Regions from separate parts of the Zea mays genome. Here region 2 is linked to region 1. A link is a contact called in public Hi-C data. All regions are on one chromosome and are shown on one strand. Each heading gives the region's core, a stretch centred on a gene start, on an enhancer-like site or on the middle of the called end of the contact. The rest is flanking DNA. Distances are from core to core; before and after follow the strand shown. Region 1 has its middle 51 kb from the start of LOC103631351. Region 2 holds the start of LOC100283578.

Region 1 (4,564 bases), core at 1,199-3,698:
ATAAGTTATCAGTGATATTATATGTTCCCGTTGCAACGCACGGGCACACACCTAGTATATATATATATATATATATATATATATATATATATATATATATATATATATAGGGTGATGGTAATGGGAGCCCTGGGCTTCCATTAGTATGAGAAGCCCCAGTCAGGTATATCTACGCGCGCTCGATCTGGTTCTGGTTCTGGTTCTGGCTCGAGCGGATTGCAGCGTAAAACGTGACCTAAAACAACGTAAATGAATACGAAATTTAGCGTAAATCTTATATCTGTTTTGTAACAGCAAACGGGGCCTAAAATTACGGCGTAAAAATCACATGCAGTCGATCGTGCGCGGGTTCTGGCTCAGGCGGATTCCAGCGTAAAACGTGAGCTAAAACAGCGTAAATGAGTACGAAATTTAGCGTAATTCCTATATCTGTTTTGTAACAGCAAACGGAGCCTAAAATTACGGCGTAAAAATCGTGTGCACCCGATCGTGCGCGGGTTCTGGATCGGGTGGATTTTAGCGTAAAACGTGAACCAAAACAGCGTAAATGAGTACAAATTTTATCGTAAATCATCGATCTGTTTCGTAACGACAAATGGGTCTGGAATTACGGCATGAAAATCGCCACAGTCGCTGTCTCGGGCGGATTTCGGCATAAAACGTGAACCAAAACAGCATAAATGAGTATGAATTTTAGAGTAAATCATCGATTGATTTCGTAACGGCAAATGGGGACAAATTACGGCGTAAAAATCGTGCGCGGGTTCTGGCTCGAGCGGATTTAAGTGTAAATCGTGAACCAAAACAGCGTAAATGAGTATAAATTTTAGCGTAAATGAATAGAAATATCAGAAACAGACAAATAGATGGAAGCAGATCCATGAACTGAAATATAGGTCATAAAATCCTATTGACATTGGCATAAATATGTATACAAAATAGCATAAAAATAGGATCGCCGTCCTGCGGAACCAGCGCCTCGCATCTGGGATGCGCCACCACTTCGTGCCTAGGGGAGGATGCCGTCGTCGCTAGCGCCTAGGGAAATCCGCTGTCGCGACCGCTGGCACATCGCCGTCGTGCGCACCTCATGGGGCCGCCGCCGCATGCGTGCCCTCGGGATCCGATGCCGCGACGTGTCCCTAGATTCGCCGTCGCGCCACAGGAATCCGCCATCGCGAGCGTGTCCCCAGATCCGCCGTCGCGCCTCAGGGATCCGCCGTCGCGAGCGTGTCCCCAGATCCGTCGTCGCGCCACAGATGCTGGAGCGGCGGTGGCGGTGGCCATCGCAGAGACGGACGGGACAACCGTCGTTGTCACCGGGCCTAGGGTGCGCTGCCGTCGTCCGTCCGCTTCAAGAGCGCCGTCACCGCTTGCTCGCCTGCCTCGGAGCGTCGTTGTCACTCGTTCCTGGTGGAGCGCCGTCGTCGGTCGCCTGCCTCGAGGTGACACCGCTGCTGGCCCCCAGGATCACCGCCGCTCGCACGCCCTAGAGAACCGCCGCCGCCGCTAAAACCTAATTTCTGGCGGCGTGGGGGTGTTTTTATAGTGGTGGCGTGGGCCGGATCGTGGGCCCGATGCACGTAATATGCGCAGACTATATTTGCATAAACTGATACACACATCAGCATAACTCGTATTATATTTTGGCGTAAGCAATTAGGTACAATAAGCCAAAAAGGGTCCGGTACGGTCGCGCGCCTGGTCGGTACGTGGTCGGGGCTTCCTATAGTTAAATAGAGCCTAGGGCTCTAAATACATATACTATATATATATATATATATATATATAGTGGTGTGTCAGTGTGTGGTCAAAAGATGACGAGCCATTCTTCTGGTGAATAGGATTAAACAATGTACTAGCTAGCTAGGTAGCGGCCGGTAACATGCCCAGCTGGGGCCATTAGTCTCCGTAGATGCTCTGCACGTGCCGGGGCCATATTTCTACTCTCGGGATTCCAGAAATTTCCTATGTTTTTTTTACCTATACTATACGGCTATACCATACCTACAGCACTCCTCTTTCGGAAACTCATATCATATGCGAGCAAAGCATGCGACGCTATCCATTTCCTTTTTTTCACGTTCCGTCTCCCACCCGCGGTGACGCCACGTTAGGCAGCAGCGACGGGGACAAAACGTATATACCAAGCCGTCAAACCCAACTCGGCCCAATCCGCTTCCCCTGGGAGCCGGCCGGCGCTTTCGCGTGCAGAATAATAAATTTTTTTGGGCCGGCCGCGCGCGAGGCCTAGAACCAGGGGCGACGTGGAGGGCGCCCCGCGCTACCCTCCGTGGCTGTCGCGGCATTATTCAATTCACAATCGCAGGCGGAGCTCTCAAAATGGCATGATAGGGGGGGTCCGCGCTGGCGTGGCCTCACAGGCGGGCGCCGTAGAAAATTGCAGCCGTTGCAGGTGGGTGAGAGCCCCATGCATGACGGATGCGACTGACTGCGACACTGCCCGATCCTGTGCGGGGAACACTGTAGCACATTGGCGGCCAGCACGGTGCAGTGGCGTGATTGGCCTCCGCCCTCCGCCGCATGAGGGGTAAATCCGCCATTTTTCCTATAAATCCTCCCAGTCTAGGAAAAATTTCTTGGTCCCTTTGGAAGACTCTTTTACGAGGCACCTCTCCTTCAACCCGACCAATAACCCGAATAATCTCTCTCCCGACACCGGACCCCGGGCGCCTTTCCCCACAGACGAGGGAATAGGCGACGCGAGCCCGCCGTGCCCTCCGCCGCCATCGTGTGTGCGTCACCATCTGTCGTGCCGCCATTTGCTTCGCCGTCGTCCACTCCGCTCCGCCGTCACCTACTCCGCAGTTGTCCACTCCGCCGTCACCATCTTTCCCCCAGCGCGGTCATGAGCAAGACGTGAGGCGCCCATGCCCTCCGTTGCCGTCCATGTCTGCTGGTTTGCCGTCCTCCACTGCCGTGTCCAGCCCCCAGTTTGTTGTCCTCAGTCGTCGTCCACGGCACGAGGTAAGGCCTTCACCCTCTCGTACGTACTTACATAGGGTTTTCCATTCTCATGATATATAGCACTTCTTCGATTCTTGTTCCCCAAGATCCAGTGTAAGATTGGCTCCCCTTCCAAGCCCGCACACGTGGTTCCAATAGATCTCCAAGTATGGGCCATAGCTCCAAGATTCGATACTTATCTCCAAGTCTTCTTCATTTCTTTTAGCGGTTGGGGTTCCGGTGATTGTGTGCTTAATTTCCTTGTTTTTTTGCAGGTTTGTCGGCGTTTCGAGAACGGGGGGTCCCTAGGCCAACGAGTGAAATGTCGCCGCGTGCCCCAGCCCAGATGGGTCGACGCGAGGCCGAGCGCGAAGGGGGGGAAACAAAGGAGGGAGACCGGCGTGAGAGAGGTGGAAATCCCGCGGCCTTCGTGTTCGTCCCGCGTCCAGGTCGGGTGCGCTTGCAGTAGGGGGTTACAAGCGTCCGCGTAGGGAGAGAGCGAGGGACTCTACGCGTCGCCCCGTCCTCCCGTGCGGCCAACCCTCTCTAAGAGGGCCCTGGTCCTTCCTTTTATAGGCGTAAGGAGAGGATCCAGGTGTACAATGGGGGGTGTAGCAGAGTGCTAACGTGTCTAGCGGAGGAGAGCTAGCGCCCTAAGTACATGCCATCGTGGCAGCCGGAGGGGTTTTGGCACCCGGTTCGTGTGGTGTCGTGGCCGTCGGAGGAGCGCTGGAGCCTGGTGGAGGGACAGCTGTCGGGCTGTCAAGTCTTTGCTGACGTCCTCCTGCTTCCGTAAGGGGGCTGAGAGCCACCATCATCATGGAGCGTGCGGGGCGCCATCATTACTTATCTGGCGGAGCGAGCCAGATGGGACGTCGGTCTTGTTTCCCACAGCCTGAGTCAGCTTGGGGTAGGGTAATGATGGCGCCTCCTATTGACGTGGTCGGTCCGTGCCCTAGTTTGGGCGATGTGGAGGCTCCTTCGAGGTCGAGGTCGAGTCTGTCTTCCGAGGCCGAGGTCGAGTCCGAGCCCCTGGGTCGGCTGAGGCGGAGACCGTCAGCTGAGGCCAGGGCTGAGTCCGAGCCCTGGGGTCGGGCGAAGCGGAGTTCGTCGTCTTTAGGGGCTGAGCCCCAGTCCGAGCCCTGGGTCGGGCGGAGCGGAGTTCGCCGTCTTCCGGGGCTTAGCCCGAGTCCGAGCCCTGGGTCGGGCGGAGCGGAGTTCACCATCTTCCGGGGCTTAGCCCGAGTTCGAGCCCTGGGTCGGGCGGAGCGGAGTTTCCTATGGTGCTTGAGGGCGGGCCTGACTGCCTGTCAGCCTCACTCTGTCGAGTGGCACAGCAGTCGGAGCGGCGCAGGCGGCGCTGTCCTCTTGTCAGGCCGGTCAGTGGAGCAGCGAAGTGACTGTGGTCACTTCGGCTCTGTCGACCGGAGGACATGCGTCAGGATAAAGGTGTCAGGCCACCTTTACATTAAATGCCCCTGCGATTTGGTCGGTTGGCGTGGTTATATGGCCGGGGTTGCTTCTTGGCGAAGACTGGGCCTCGGGCGAGCCGGAGGTATGTTCGTCGCTGGAGGGGGGCCTCGGACGAGACGGAGAT
Region 2 (4,564 bases), core at 1,307-3,806, 75 kb after region 1:
CGTGTGGTCGCTCATCCGAGCCTGCTCTCGCCTTGGTCAGTGCACAAAACCTCTTCTCCTCCCTACAAGCTACCATTCTTGTGTGGGGGTCATAGGATTTTGCCTACTGGTTGCAGAGATATGGAGCCAGGAAATCTGGTCTGTCTCCCTGCCCAAACCCGAGGCAAATCCCAAGTTTTGTCGTGTCTAGGGCTCGCGTCCCAATGCCATCTTCTGGCACACGACAGAGGGGTTAGTTAGACACAATTTTGTCAATGGGGCCATTAGGATTCGAGTTAGGGTTCAAGGTGAACATCCCTGATCTTTGGCTCAAGGTCTGAATTTCAGAATTCTGAAATTCAGAATTCCCAATGAGTCCCAACAAAAGAAGCTTGATTTGGGGGTTTTCTTGAATTATTTTGGCTAAGCTTTCTCAATCTATCTTGTTGCTTATCAAATATACTTCAACTTATATAATTGGCTCAACTCAAAATTTTAAACTTTTCATGCCCTTTTGCTTATTTTCTTGAATTTTGTTCATGGGGTTCACTTAGGGTTCTTAATTAGGGTTGCACATTCTTATCCTTTAAGAGACTCAATTGTCTTGATCATGACACTTTTAAGCATATACTTGGTGAATTCTTTCTTACTTAAGTTATTTTGATGCTCATGCTTACTTTGGTTCACATAAAATAATGGTTCTTGGTTTGGCTTTTTAAGAGAAACCCTAGGTGACACTGGGGTGTCACAGCACGAGCTGAAACGGCGGCCGATTCGCTCTGTTCACCAGCTGAGGGCTGTAGGCTCACCAGGTGCCCACGTCTTCGTCGTCCCATCGCTGGCGACGAGGTACACGCCCATCCCCCTGCTGTCCCCTTCCTTCTGTGCGAAACCGAGCACACAGACGCTAATCTAAGTGCTCTTGTGCTTGGAACATGCGCACCCAGGGAACGGGAAAGGGAGGATGAAAATGGGCGAGTTCGATGACTACTGGGCGCACGCGTACAAGGGCAACTCAGCGGTCCCGCACTCCGACCCATAGCGGCTCGTCTCCACCTGGACTGGCGCCTTTGCTCTCGGCGCGGCCACCTGTGTCCACCACCATGCCTTCGCGCTTGCATCTTCCGTTGACGGTGGATGCGAGGTTGGGGCGACGGCGGGCGGCGATGGATTGGGTTGGGGTGGGGATGGAGCCGTCGAAAGAGATAGGGTTGAGGGCGACATGGTGTGAATCCCCGGGTATAGAAAGGTGGATTTACTGGACCGGGTGTGGGATACTGTAGGAGCGGTCGGTTTGCGATTCGACTCAGGGAGGGGAGGGAGGAGGCGTCAGGATGCATGAAAGCAAACGAACCAGATCCAGATCTCCTCTTGCGCGTAGACGACGAGATGAAGACCATTCCGGCCGCCGGGAGACGAGCAGGTTCCTTGAAGGGCCGCTCGGGCGCGTGGATTTGCTTTCCCGTTGTGGCCTCTTCGGCGGCCGCGGGATCCTCAATCAGCGGCGAGCCTCCTGCGGCTGGAAGGCGGAGAAGAGCGTGAGGGGATGTGGGGCTCCTGCGGCTGGAAGGCGGAGAAGAGGGTGAGGGGATGAGGGCGGATGCCGATCCGGAAGACGGCGGATTAGATTAGGGTTGCGAGTGGTTGGAGCGCTTGGGATGATTTGGGGGCGCAGTGGGGCGGATCCGATAGCTGGGCGCGGGTGTGGGATAAATCAATTTCTGCGTTTTTTCTAAAACGAATACAAAAGAAATGCTTGTATAACTAATCATAAAAGTTTTTTTTGTGGTACGTCTGGTTTACCTGGTCTACCTGGTCTTGAATGATTAGGGCTTTATCTAACTAGAGAGAGCCCAGGGCTCTAAATACATAAACTATATATATATATATATGGGAAATGTCTGCATCCGTTCCTAGATGAATCTTAACAGTTTCATGTGGGTTCTTAAGATAACTATGATAAGAATTCCAACCTAAATTAATATAATCGCGAACCTGCCATGCCGAACCGTTCGAACCACAAGGTCAAACCATCCGGTCGTTCAGGTGCCAAATTTAGTATTCCTTATATCTAAAAAATACAGTTCTTTCTATCAAAAAAGTTCGTCCATATTCATTCAAATTATAACGAATATAGACATACATGAAAACTACATTCATATATTACTTAATAAACATATTATTAGTCTAAAATAAATTATATTTTAGGACGGATGGAGTACATAACAAATTCATAATCCTTAAATCACATGTTTTCGGTGCGCTTATCAGTCAAGACTCAAAACGACACAAATAGGTAGAAGTGTGTCAAAGTGTCACTTGTTGGAACACTGACAAGCGGGAGTGTTCGACCGGCACCCCAAAAAAACGCTGCCGTTTTCATCCCGTGTACAGTGTGGTGGTCACGGGTCCGTGTGCGCGAGCATTATGGCGCTAGGCTGTGTACTTTGCTCTCCGGCGCCCACACTATCCTCTGACCGGTTGCGGGCCTCTTGTCGTCCCCCGACGGCAGCGGCTGCCGCCTGCCGCAGCACCACTTTATTGCCCCCGAGGCGACACCTGTCCCGTCGCGCACCTCGCCGCCGGGATCGTCTCCCTCAAAACCGCACCAACCCCCCCACCCCACCAACGCTCGAGCTCCACATCCCCCGGTGTTCCCCCTCCGCTCTCCTTCTTAACCCGTCCCACTGAACTGGATTTCCTCTCGCTATTGTGGTATACTGTAGCACGCCAGACGCAACTAGTCACGGTCACGGTCAAGCTCATTGCGAGCGGAGCGCCCTCCTGTCGCTTCTGCCGCCGCCGCCACCGCCGCCGCTCGGCTATAAAGTCGCCAGCTCTGTTCACCGCCGCTTTTCCTCTGCATCCGTCTGTGGTGCGGAATTGAATTCCGGTGGGATTTGGGAGCCGAGAGGAGAAGGCGGTAGGCGGGGATGGAGACACCGGGAGGGAGCGGGGCCCCGTCGCTGGCGCGGCAGGGCTCGGTGTACTCGCTAACGTTCGACGAGTTCCAGACCGCGCTCGGCGGCGCCAGCAAGGACTTCGGCTCCATGAACATGGACGAGCTGCTGCGCAACATCTGGACGGCCGAGGAGTCCAACGCCATGACCGCGGCCGCCCCGACCACGGCGGCCGCATCCATGGACGCGCATGGGCAGCATCAGCAGCAGGCCGGGGCGCCCATCCAGCGCCAGGGCTCCTTCACGCTGCCGCGCACGCTCAGCCAGAAGACGGTCGACGAGGTCTGGCGCGAGATCGTGGGCCTCACCGACGGGGAGGACGCGCAGGCGGTTGCGGCTCCCGCTCCCACGCCCGCGCACGCGCCGCTGCCGGCGCAGGCACAGCGGCAGCAGACGCTGGGGTCCATGACTCTGGAGGATTTCCTGGTACGCGCCGGCGTGGTTCGTGAGGACATGGGGCAGCAGACCCTCGTGCTGCAGCCGCACGCGCAGGGGCTTTTCTCCCAGGGGAATGCGGTCGCGCTCGCGCCGCAGACCATGCAGCTGGGGAACGGGGTGGTGACCGGGGTCGTCGGGCAGGGGCTCGGAGGAGGGATGACGGTGGCGGTGCCGACGACGCCGGTCGTGTTCAACGGGATGGGGAAGGTGGAGGCGGGGGATCTTTCGTCGCTGTCGCCGGTGCCGTATCCCTTCGACACTGCACTGAGGGTGAGGAAGGGACCGACCGTCGAGAAGGTGGTGGAGAGGAGGCAGAGGCGCATGATCAAGAACAGGGAGTCGGCAGCCAGGTCGCGCGCGAGGAAGCAGGTGGAGCCTTACTTCTTTCAGTGCACTGCTATGCGTGCTGTCCGTTAATCATACTGCACCTTTAGTTTAATTATAGTAAAAACTTGTCTGAAATGGAACTCTATGGTGACTATATTTGGTATGCCTCTCGATTATGTTGTACTTTATTCACTTGATGTGATCTGCCACTTCCAGTTTAGCTCTGTGTTATTAAGTAGCCTATACAGATAGCAAGTTGCCATTGTATAATGCTCTTATGTCTTATCTTCATCTAAAGAGATGAAGAATCTGATGATGAACCATGGTTCAGCTTGATCCTCTCAGATTCAGAAAGACTGAGACACTGGATAAGTTTGTTAATTTGGGAGATGGTGGTTGCACATTACAGTCTCACAGACTTCATCATTTCAACCACCTCACTGAGACACTGAGAGGATAGGGGTAGCACCCTGGGCTTACAGAGGTTCACAATTCCAATCATAAACACATGTGTTGTGTTCTTTCTAGTCAATTTTAGCTAAATACAAGAGACATGATTGATGTATTTTACATCTGTAAGTTATTCCATGGTGCACATGTACTGCTGTATAAGCTATAATCTTTGACCCCTAGTTTTCCATTGGAACTCAAATTTATTTTATTGCTGTACTTGCTAGTAGAAAATTGCTATGATGCTTCAATTTACTGGTAAGAGTCTAAAATCATAACCCAGTGTACAGACACTTGACCGCATGCGTTCTAACATCGTAGGCATACATAATTGAGCTGGAAGCTGAGGTGGCAAAACTCAAGGACCTGAATGACGAGTTGCAGAAAAAGCAGGTATGATTGCTATATTT

The links. Hi-C and Micro-C count contacts between places; a contact is called where the count stands out from the background.
Region 2: a Hi-C map of ear shows a contact between it and region 1, with 4 times the contacts expected there. The contact joins the promoter of LOC100283578 here to the enhancer-like site in region 1. A contact is called at or near these places in 4 of 25 Hi-C or Micro-C datasets (ear, leaf and tassel).

Annotation. Positions count from the first base shown.
Region 1 is chr6:121,611,118-121,615,681 of Zm-B73-REFERENCE-NAM-5.0, forward strand. No RefSeq gene overlaps it. Among protein-coding and RNA genes, the nearest start is that of LOC103631351, 51 kb to the right of the region's middle. Within about 2 kb of position 2,449, at least 18 of the 20 cell types and tissues checked have an H3K27ac peak or open chromatin away from gene starts, as enhancers often do. A contact at or near this core is called in ear, leaf and tassel, where this site is marked.
Region 2 is chr6:121,685,874-121,690,437 of Zm-B73-REFERENCE-NAM-5.0, forward strand. LOC100283578 reads left to right here and starts at 2,557. Exons shown (of 4, transcript NM_001371950.1): 1 at 2,557-3,746; 2 at 4,476-4,547. The coding sequence starts at 2,913.